Regions from separate parts of the Sus scrofa genome. Here region 2 is linked to region 1. Evidence: chromatin contacts called from public Hi-C data. All regions are on one chromosome and are shown on one strand. Each heading gives the region's core, a stretch centred on a gene start, on an enhancer-like site or on the middle of the called end of the contact. The rest is flanking DNA. Distances are from core to core; before and after follow the strand shown. Region 1 has its middle 71 kb from the start of FASLG. Region 2 overlaps TNFSF4 (TNF superfamily member 4).

Region 1 (5,680 bases), core at 2,336-4,835:
TCATCAGCATCACTTTCAAAATAATGAGTGACAATGAGGAAAGACTTCAAATATTGGCCAGTATTTCAAGAATGAAAACCAAATTGCCTATTCCTAGCTTACCTTGCTTACAGAGATGACACATACCACTCCCAGAAACTAGTGACTACCTACAGTGGTAAACACTCTGGCACTGGTGGCCTCTGGTGTTTCTTCTTTCTAGTCATAGAGTCCTTTTGAGCAAGGGTCACTCTTACTCCCATGAGGAAAGTCAACATGACTCACTTTCAGAAACTGAAAGTACACCATGTCCACATGAGCAGTGCTGCTTACTGTATAACCACAAAACCACATCAGAAGAAGTAGTCAGCTGCTTAGGAAGGAGAAGAGGCAGTGGGCTGAACAAATTTATCCCCTGTTCCAGACAGCCAGCCTTCTGGAGGACCCATAGGTTCCTTTGCTAAGACTTGGTATAGAGGACAAACGTCAGCAGCAAATGCAGTCAGGGTCCTTGGCTTCTGGTGACTGAACATATGGAAACAAGGGCCCTCCCAAGGCCCCCTTTGAAGCAGTGAGGTTTTGGCCTGACTCTTCTTTCCCTTTCCTTGGGAATATTCTTCTCTAATTATATCCTCTTCCTAAGTATTAGTGCTCTCTTGCCAAAACTTGTATTGGGTGACTTAGGGCGAGAATTTAAGGAAGCAGGGCCTTGGGAGGTCTGTATGGGATACTGTCAGGATTCAATGATCAGGTATCCTAGTAATTCTTACCTAGAAAAAAGTACAAGAAATAAAACATGGCCCAAAGCTTTAACTGGCAAAGAAATAGCCATCACTCGTATTAATCAGAATAGTGGCATATTTGGTCATTTTTAGATAATGCTCTCACTTTTATCTGTGTTCAGACATGATTACAAAGTAATTTTTTTTGCCTTGCTCTGTTGTGGTTGCAGACTGACCTTGTCAAATGTCAGAGTTCTGTGAAATTGTTTCTGTTCCATCAGAGAACACGAAGACCAAACCAAGAGCACAGGGCCAGCTCCAGCAACACCAAGGCCCAGCTGACAGAGCCAGGGCAGCTCCTGGCTGTCAGTCCAAATTAAGAGTGAGAATTTGCCCTAAAGTCTCATTCTGTGGTATAGACTCTAACCCTCCCCTCCAACTGTTGCTTAAAAACCTTCTATTCCCCATTCTTATGCTGGGACAATTCACTCTTTTGAAGTGGCATAAGCTAATCAGAAGAATTAATGTCAGTTAATAAGAGGTAAATTTTTAGAAGTTCCCATTGTGGCTCAGCGGTTACAAGCCCAACTGGTATCCATGAGGCTGCGGGTTCCATCCCTGGCCTTGCTCAGTGGGTTAAGGATCTGGTGTTGCCGTGAGCTGTGGTGTAGGTCACAGATGCGGCTCAGATCAGCATTGCTATGACTGTAGCATAGGCCAGCAGCTGCAGCTCCCATTCGACCCCTAGCCAGGAACTTCCATATGCCACAGGTGCAGCCCTAAAATAAGGAACAAAAAAATATGTAAATTTTTGACCCAAAGGGGTTATAGGGATGTCTTGTACTTATATTGTAATAGTGACCTTTTAGAGACAAAATTTGACTCAGATAAGCCATAATAGTGAGACTGGGTTAAACTGTGGAAGACCACACCTTCATGACTTCACCAGGTAAACCAGATGGGAACTGTTTCCTCTGCCAACATACAGAGGTGGCCCCTCACTTCACACCCACACCTGAACTTCCTGTAACCAACTCAGTGAGGCATCTTCATGTTCCCTCCTTCCTGGATTGCTTTCACCAGGTGTCTTCTCCTTGGCACACAAAATCTCCTCTCATCCTGCTAAATGGTCTCTGCTAGTTTTTATGTGGAGAAGGTATTTTTGAACTCTTTACTAGAGCTGGACTTGCCAACTCTAATGAGTTGCTTTCAGAATGATAACAACTTTGCTGAACAAATCACCCTCTCTTGCCTTTCCTCTGCTCTGCGGGCTGAGTAAGACACTAAATCTTTGTGACTTCTCATCATAATACTCTGCTGCCACCTGGTGGAAATCCATAAGTGAACAGGACACTGGAGTTTCCACTGACTTTCGACCTCCATACATTTTCACTGGGACACATGTGGGAAGCAGACCTCACTGGGGTCAGTCCAAAACATCCACTGGCATCCAAACTTCCTGAGGAGACTCATTCCCTAGGATTTCCAGGACAAGCCTTCAGCCCCTCCCTCCCTCTTCTAAGCCCTAGTAATATAAGCAGGAAACCACTGGACAGAATCCAGTTCTCTGCAAAAAAGTTCACAATGAGATAGGAAAAGAAAGGGGAGTTAAAAAGGATCTGAAGGTCTGTAATTGGTCTTTGAAAATAAATGCTATGGCAACATTCATATTAAAAACACACACACAAGGGGTTCCTATTGTGGCTCATGGGTAGAGTCCATGAGGACACAGATTTGATCCCTGGCCTCATTGAGTGGATTAAAGATCCAGTATTGCCACAAGCTGGGGCATAGATTGCTGTTGCTATGGCTGTGGCTGTAGAACAGGCCTCAGCTTCAGCTCTGACAATCCCTAGCCTGGAAACTTCCACATGCCGCAGGTATGGCTATTAAAAAAAAAAAAAAAAAGTACAAGAAAAAAATACCCATTTATTTACCTTCTGCGTACATTGGGCCATTTTATTTATTCTTCAAAACAGCTCTAGGAGATAGTATTAATATCACCACTTCACAGGTGAGGAGACAGAGTCTAAGGAATGTGCCCCAAGTCACCTTTCTTATCAGGGGAAGAACTGAGATGGAACTTCTGAGAGTCTGGCTTTAGAATCTATTCTTTTCTGCTGTGCCACCTGGAGCTCTGATCTCCAGAAAAGAGAGAAAGGGAAGGAAAGAAACTTCCTCCCTCCTTCCTTAGCCTGCACTCCATGCCTCTCCATCATCAATTTCTCAGGTACTCTTGTGCCCTTGAATCAAATTCCCAGCTTCCATGGACTCAAGAAACATGGAATACTGATCACCCTTTGCCTTTGATCCTGACAACTGTAATAGGACATCAGCAAGAGAAAAACAAAATCCCAGTTCTCCCCTAGTTCTCATTAATAGGAAATACTAAGGGCTTAAAACCCATAGGTAGATATGCAAGTAGACTATACTATTTTAAGTGTAACCTAAAAGCTTACAGAAGCACGAGATTTTAAAGGAAAATTACTTCTGAAGACCAGAGTAACTTGTGAATGACAGTTTCTGAGTACAAATAAACCATCAGGTCCTTGTTAAAGCTGGCACTGATGTATTTGAGACATAAGAAGGATGCCAGGATGGAGTGGGTGGGGACAGGGGTTGGTACAGAACTGGCAGGAAGGTCTGGGGAGAGTGGATCTGAGCGACACTGCTAGGAAAGCTTTCTACACACGAAAGGGGAAATTAGGAAAGGAGGAACTCCCTCCATGGACATTGGGGTCTGGATCTCAGCCATGACAAAGACCAGGAAAGGAACCCGCAGATGACTCTCTGGAACAGAGGTCACAGAATGATTGCTCCAGCCCACAGCTATGTTTTGCTTGGCTCACTTGGTGCTTTCTAAACCATGAGTCAGTGCCAGCATTTAAAAAGCAGGAAATGTCACATAAATTAGTATTTCCGACTTCTCTTGAAAAATTAGAAGACTTGTAATACCTTGCCCACATCCCCACATGGAAACAAGCTGAGGTCACCTAGGCTCTTCAGAGAGGCTGAGTCTGGCCTGGTGCCCACCCAGGCAAGGCACCCACTTAGCCTCCTCCCTGGGAGTATTTGTGTCCTCAGCTTCTGATCCAGCAGTGGCTTCCCAGGACACTGAGACAAGCTGTTCTGCCACAAAGGACAGAGTATTTTATCCAAAAACTGCCTGCTCACCCAGCATGCAGCCCGTAGACAGGGAAGTGATCACAGGTATCAGAGGCAGCGCCCTGCACCCATGTTAAGCACTCCCATGACGAGATGCCAACTTTGCTTCCCCCAAAAATTGCCGTTATTTCCTTCACATATCTTAATTTGTTGCCACACCTCAATATTTACTATTCTCTAAATATTCTTCCCAGATTTGTACCCTCTGTTTGGAATGCTTTCCCCCCTCTACTTGCTTCTTCCCACTCCCTATGTCCAACCTATGCCCATCCTTCAAGGTCCATATCAAATTTGTTCTGTGAAGCCTTCTTCCATTTTTGTAGTCAGAATTAATCCCTGCCTCCTGTTTTACTATAATATTGGTTTAAACATCTACTGTAGGATTACCACAATTTGATTTGGTTAATCTTTCTTTCTGTTAACTCCTGAATTCTTGAAAGCCAGAAATTGCCTCTTATTTATCTTTGTGCCCACCCCTTCTCCACACCCACTCCTCTCAGTTCCTAACAAAGTACCTCATGCAGAGTAGATAGTCAGTAATTGGTGAATAGTTTTTAAAGATCATGGAGGCACTGGTTTCTACTGCCATCTAGTGACCATAATGTAGAATTATGCCTAAAGCCATTGCCATCTTGTAGGAACTGAAATTCCAAAGCCACGCTAGCAAAGGAAACCATTTAAAAAAAAGACAAAAAAAGAAAAGACACTCCACAGAATGGGAGAAAATCTTTGCAAACAAAGCAACCAACAAGATATTAATCTCCAAAACATACAAACAGCTTATACATCTTTATACCAGAAAAAAAAAAATTAAAAAGTGGTCAGAAGATCTAAACAGACCTTTCTCCAAAGAAGATAGATGGCTAAAAAGCACACAAAAAAATGCTTAACATCATTAATTTTTATAGAAATGCACATCAAAACTGCAAAGTGCTATCACTTCACACCACTCAGGATGTCCATCATAAAAATTTACGAATAATAAATACTGCAGTGGGTGTGGAGAAAAGACAACACTCCTACACTGTTGGTAGGACAGTAAGCTGGTGAAACCACTATGGAGAACTGTATGGAATTTCCTTAGAAACTCAAAATAGAGTTACCATATGAACCAGCAATCGCACTCCTGGGCATATATCCAGAGAAAATAATAATTTGAAAAGATACATGCACCCCTATGTTCATTGCAGTACTATTTAGCCAAGACATGGAAGCACCTTACATGTCCATCAACAGAGGACTGGATCAAGAAGATGTGGTACATATATACAGTGGAATACCACTCGGCCACAAAAAAGAATCAAATAATGCCATTTGCAATAACTGGATGGACCTAGAGATGATACTAAGTGAAGTAAGTCAAAGACAAACATCATGTGAGATCACAAATATGTGGAAAATTGGGATTGACATATATACACTCCTATATATAATATAAATTAGTAAGATGGACCTACTGTATAGCACAGGGTAATCTACTCAATACTGTGTTATAATCTATATGAGAAAAGAATCTGAAAAGAAACGAACATATGTACATGTATAATTGATTTACTTTGCTGTACACCTGAAACTGACAACTTCATTAAGTCAGCTATATTCCAATAAAATTTTATTTACAAAATAAAAATAAAAAGTACCTTCCCAATACCCAATTAATTACTCTAAAAAACTCCAAATCCATTCATTCATTTTCTCTTTTTTTTTTTTTTTTGCTATTTCTTGGGCCGCTCCCGCGGGATATGGAGGTTCCCAGGATAGGGGTCGAATCGGAGCTGTAGCCACCAGCCTACGCCAGAGCCACAGCAACGCAG
Region 2 (5,680 bases), core at 2,208-4,707, 420 kb before region 1:
TTGTGTTCTTAGAGTTGAATGTAATGTCTGCCACATAGCATTCAATAATTATTGAAGCTGTTGCAAATCACCAAATAATATGACAATCATATAACTTCAGTCCATTACTGAATAATACTTACTGTAGCACAGACAGTCCTTGAGCATCAGCTTTGGAACAGGCCAAGGGCACGGTTGAAGATACTTCTTTCTGGATTTAGGCTTTTAGGAGTTCTCAGTTTAATGTAGTAATAATCAAATCCTGAACCTTGGATGTTTATAAAAATGCAGGCTACTAAGTCCACCTAGATCTTTTGAATAAGAATCTTTATGAATAAGCTGGCCATCTGCACAATTTTACAAGTTTCCCAGGTGATTCTAATGCACTTTGGAGTTTGAGGACACTGGGCGAGTGGACCTTTTGTGGCATCACCAGCTGCTTTTAGATGTGACGCTCGCATTATTCAGACAGTTGGTCAAAGAGCCATATTAACTGCCCATATCAAGTACTCTGCTCTTCCTCTTTTCTTGGCTCTATTTATGACAGCCCTCAAACCGGGAGGGAAGCCTAAATTCTGGGCTCTCCCTGTGCACTTTCATGTTAAGGTCATTGTGAGATCACCACCCTGCCAATCTGCTGTGTGTGGCAACTTCTTTCCTCTCACTTGGCACCAAAGCAGGCACAAGAATGGAATATTAATAAAATCCACATGGAAGTTTCTCTTAATTTCAAATTTGAATGGGGAGAAATTTTTTTTTGTTTTTTGTTTTTGGTGTAATGAAAATTGTCCAGAGTGGAGGGCAGGAGTTGAATCTGCCCTTATGTAGGCCTCAATTTCTTCATATGTCATGATGAATTCTTTTATGCTCATGCTTCTGAGGCCATCTCATTCATGACTCAGGGCTGTACTTTGATTCTGGTATGCAGAGTTACAGGAGTTTCTATCCCACTTTGAGGATGGTACAGGCTCTTCAGACTTTCTAGATTGAAGAAGCCTTATTCTATTGCTTGTCTTTACGTGGAAGCCCTTTGGAACCTTTGATACATTCAATTTTCTTTTAGTATCTAGACTAGATATGAGGATTTTTATTTTCTTGATATAGAAAAGACCATGTTTGTACATGTGGGTAAAGGAAGTGTTTCCTGAATGTTTTCTGGTAACTTTCTTATGAAGCCAAGATCCTTTTGTATTGTTTCTCTGGGCTGCAGAAGAGCCAGAGAGCTGATATTCTAGGGATTTTGTTGGTATTCATTTTTATTTTGTAGTTCCTCATTTCTGTAGTCATGTATGTCATATATAAAGCTGAAATAGTGTTATACAGACTAAATTAAGAACATGGCATGTATTTGGTCTCCTATGGGTATCCAAGAATAATAGCTGACATTTATTAACCCCTTACAAAGTTCCAGGTCAAGCGCTAAAAATTCACATGCATTATCTCATTCAATCTTCACAACAACCCTCTGAGACACAGATTTTACTACTTCCATTTTACAGATGAAGAAACTAAAAATTAGCAAGATAATGCTATTTTCCCAAGAGCACACATCTGAGTAGTCTTGTAGAGAAGATGTGACATATATCCAATGATGGTAGAGTGAAAGTTAGTAGAGTGATTTAAAAAACTGTTTACATTAGGGTTCACTCTTGGTATTGTACATTTTGTGGATTTTAACAAATGAACAATGAGATTCCCACCGTTAGAGTTTCATTATTCTAAAAATCTTCTGCACTTCACTTGTTTATCTCTACCTCTTTCCTCACCCCTGGCAACCACTGGTCTTAAACTGTCTCTATAGTTTTGCCATTTTCATAATGTCCGTCATTGGAATCATACAGTATGTAGTCTTTTTAGATTGGCTTCTTTCATTTCATAATATGCATTTGAAGTGCTTCCATGTTTTTCCATGGTTTAAAAGCTCGTTTCTTTTTAGCATTGAATGATATTCCATTGTCTGGATGTATCACACTTTATTTATCCATTCAACTGAAAACATCTTGGATGCTTTTGCTCGTCAAGTTTTGGCAATATTAAAACCATCATAAACATCTGTTTGAATAGAGTGGTTTTTAAGTACTTGCTATGGGAAACCAAAAATCAGGGATTTGATTTAGGCCTTGTAAGTAGTGATATTTTTGATGGGTAAACAGAGATTGGGGGACATTCTTGGTGGAGAGAACCAAAGAAGAAAATATTTTTTGAATGCTTACCATGTGCCAAACAAACTGCTCAGTGCTTTCACATATGTTAACTTATTTAAGCTTTACAGTCATCTCCTGGAATGTTATTATGGCTTACTTTCACAGATATGAAAGCTAAAGCTCAGAAATGGTATATAATGTTTTCAAATTCACAAAGCTAGAGAGGTCACAATTTGAATTGAATCTGACTCCCAAGCCTATGCGCTCTCTTTTATCCTCCCAGGCTCTATTCAAGGGCAAAGAGTTTAGAGGAAATGACTGGCTGGAGCATAAGACACAGAAAGGATAAGTATAATAATAATGCTTGACAAGGAGGTTGGCACCAGGCCATGGAAGGCCTTGAATTGGGTACTGTGGGGGTGTTTCTGGGCAGTGGGGTGGTCAGCATGAGGTAATCAAGTATGGGGGATGCAGGGGAAACTTGTGGAGGGACATGGAGCAAGAAGAAGAACGACCTTATTTCACAACATTGCCTAGACTTGGTCGTGCTGATGCTAGTGAAAAACTTCTGAGGAAGAGGCCAATTTCTAATACTGGATAATATTCAGGAGAAGGAAGGAAGCCTGAGCCTGGAGTTGCAGTGCTTCTAACCTGAGAGGGGAGTTGTGTGTATTCCTTGCCGCCTCTCAGCATCTTGGTCTTACAATGTCCTCTTGGTCACTACCGCCCCTACTTCATCAGAGTACTTTAGAACATTGGGAAATTTCTTTGATTTGCAGGAACCTTTTGGAGATTTTGCAAAATCACTCAAATACCCAAATCATGAGGGGTTTTAGGTCAGAGAGCTTGAAGTAAATTTGGGATGAGGAGGTTTCCTGTTTTTCTCTTTATTAGAATTGACTTAGAGTTGCAACTTTAAAAATTTAAATCGTGGACAGTGCTGAAGGGATGCCTGTGATCTTTGAATAATTTTTAAAGTTGAGAAAACTGACACCTAGGGAAATTATGAAACTGGCCTAAGGTGACACTGTACTTGCCTGATTGCCATTGGAACCAGGTTCCTTCATTGCTGAGCCCTATGCTCTTTGTGTGAAAAGACTGTTTCTGATTTTAGTAAGGTGGCCTTTCAGGCTGGGACCAACCTGAGGGGCATTCATTTACCCAGGGGATTATGATGATTGGGTAATATGCCTTTTGAGAGGCCTTCTTCCAGAACGTTGCTGTAAGCACAAAGAACAGGAATCCACCCTCACAAAAGGTCACAGGAGAGACAGCCAAAGACTGTCAAGTCTTCCCAAGTCAGCACCTCTCCATGTGCTCACCACTGACTAATATCATTCCTGGGCCTGGCCGCTGGCAGGGCTCAGAAAGGCTATCCCTTCTTCCTGCACTGCCTGTTGGTTTCAGTTGCTTTGAGGCTTATGATTTTACTTAAAGGGAAGTAGGGGATTCTTCATCTGTGTGGGCAGGCCCCAGTGGAATCCGTTTGCTGCTGCAAGTGTGCCAGGAAAGTGGGAAGCAGGGATTCCCGCCCCCCGAGTATGAAAACAAATCCTTCCCCACACCTTTGATCTGGACATCTTGCCAAAAATAACCTGGTGGGAGGAGCGGGTGTTCTTGGCAGGCACAATAGGTGGTAGGTTTTTGTTTTTGTTTTTCTGTTTCCTTTTTCAGTATGTAATACAAAATTTTAAAAATACAAAATAGTAGACCATGGAAAGTAAGGGTCCCTGCTACCCCTGACCCCAGACTTCCAGTTCCTTTTTCCAAAGGCAACATATATTCTTTCAGATAAATTCAATGCCTGCACAGACATTATTACTATTTTTTTTAACACAAGTGGTAATATACTTTATGCCCTTTGCTTTTGCTTTTTTCACTTAGGCTATTTTAGGCTTTGCTCCATATTGAACTTCTTTTTTTTAATACTTCAATTTTTATTATTTATTATTATTTTTAAGTGATTTTTATAGTGTTTTTTTATTTTTTCCATTATAGCTGGTTTACAGTGTTCTGTCAATTTTCTATTGTATAGCAAGGTGACCCAGTTACACATACATGTTTTCATTCTTTTTTCTCACATTATCATGCTCCCTCATAAGTGACTAGATATAGTTCCCAGTGCTACACAGCAGGATCTCATTGCTTATCAAACTTCTTTGTTTTTTTAACCACAAAATTTCCAGACATTTTATTTCTTAACTTCCTTTCTTCATTGTTTTGCCTCTTTCTTGCTTTTGAATACTCATTGGTTTAAGGTTTTTTACGTAGTTAAAAAGTAGGAAAAGACCCAACAGTAAAAAAAAGCTACACTCAAATCTATTGATCTCTGAAGGATTAGAATAGTTTTTATTGCCTTTATGCCCTGAAAGTAGGACACTGTTACTTCTGTTTCATAGGAAAAGACCCAGTAGCCAGGAAGCTCCCAGATTTTACTCTCAGTGCATTCTGGGAGTCTGTGACCATTTCAAATTAATTGGTCCTAGCTTTATCCATGAAGGATCTCTGTGACTGAATGAGTTTCTTGACAAGATGACTATTAAGTGCTGTTATCCAGAATGGGAAATTGGGGCTCAGTGAGCCAAAACAGTATACCAAGGAGGAATTTGGCAAATGAGGACAGATCTTACTTGCATGAAAGAGCAGAAGACTCCTAACTTGTCTTAAGAGATGTTACAGAAAAGCAAGGGGGCGGGAGCGGTGGGCAGGAAGGAAGGCTGGGTCTAATCTTGCTAAGCTGTTCCTTTTACAGGCTACTGTATTTCTGCTTCATAGGATATGACTCATCATTTCAACTTGTTTATTTTTTCCCCTAAAAATGTATCCTTTTTCCTCCTTTAGGTGCCATCTCAGTACCCTCCAATTCAGAGTATCAAAGTACAATTTACCAGTGAGTATTGATGAAAGTTTGATTCATATTTTTAAAAGAATCTTATCTCCAGCCTCTTAATTTCCCTCAAAACATAAGACTTCTGTCTTTCCTCAGGGTAACATTAAATCCTAGAATTGTTGGAGCTTGCATATTATTTTCATTAGGGACAAAGAAGGTGCATAAAGAAGAAAAGGGGAGTAATTATGTGCTTGTCACTGTATGTGCTCCTTTATATTCCTCCCTTAATCTTCCTAGAAACCCTTTAAGTAGGGATTATTCTCATTTTTTTAGGTAAGAAAAATTAAACTTCTTAAAAAGTATGGCTGTAAGACTTATCGTTTCCCAGTCATTCTATTATAAGACGAGATTTTACCCTAATAAGAGTTGGGGGATGTCAGTCTTTGTCTTAAAGGCAAGGTGATAATTTAATTACCAGGAGAGTACTAATTGGGTCCATGATCAATACCTGGGCATGATTAATACTCATATAGTAGTTTCTGTATGGATATTCATTTGTTAAGTTTTCCTGAGCTGAAGGGAAGTACATCTTGCCTTCTATAAGTGATCCTCATTTTCAATTCAAAGTCTTATGGACTTGATACAAAGCAAGAATTACTGACTTGTGCCCAGCAGTGGGAACTGTTCATTCCCATCACCAAGGGACATGGGCCAAGTAGGGAGTTTG

The links. Hi-C and Micro-C count contacts between places; a contact is called where the count stands out from the background.
Region 2: a Hi-C map of liver shows a contact between it and region 1, with 2.2 times the contacts expected there. The contact joins two enhancer-like sites. A contact is called at or near these places in 1 of 5 promoter capture datasets (liver), 25 of 47 Hi-C or Micro-C datasets (adipocytes, adipose tissue, alveolar macrophages and 15 more) and 2 of 2 datasets of contacts at active chromatin or transcription factors (alveolar macrophages and skeletal muscle).

Annotation. Positions count from the first base shown.
Region 1 is chr9:115,136,591-115,142,270 of Sscrofa11.1, reverse strand. No RefSeq gene overlaps it. Among named protein-coding and RNA genes, the nearest start is that of FASLG, 71 kb to the right of the region's middle. Within about 2 kb of position 3,585, at least 19 of the 83 cell types and tissues checked have an H3K27ac peak or open chromatin away from gene starts, as enhancers often do. A contact at or near this core is called in adipose tissue, alveolar macrophages, liver and 4 more, where this site is marked.
Region 2 is chr9:115,554,543-115,560,222 of Sscrofa11.1, reverse strand. It overlaps TNFSF4 (TNF superfamily member 4), which reads left to right. Exons shown (of 3, transcript NM_001025217.1): 2 at 4,965-5,013. Among named protein-coding and RNA genes, the nearest start is that of TNFSF4, 15 kb to the left of the region's middle. Within about 2 kb of position 3,457, at least 16 of the 83 cell types and tissues checked have an H3K27ac peak or open chromatin away from gene starts, as enhancers often do. A contact at or near this core is called in adipose tissue, alveolar macrophages, liver and 4 more, where this site is marked.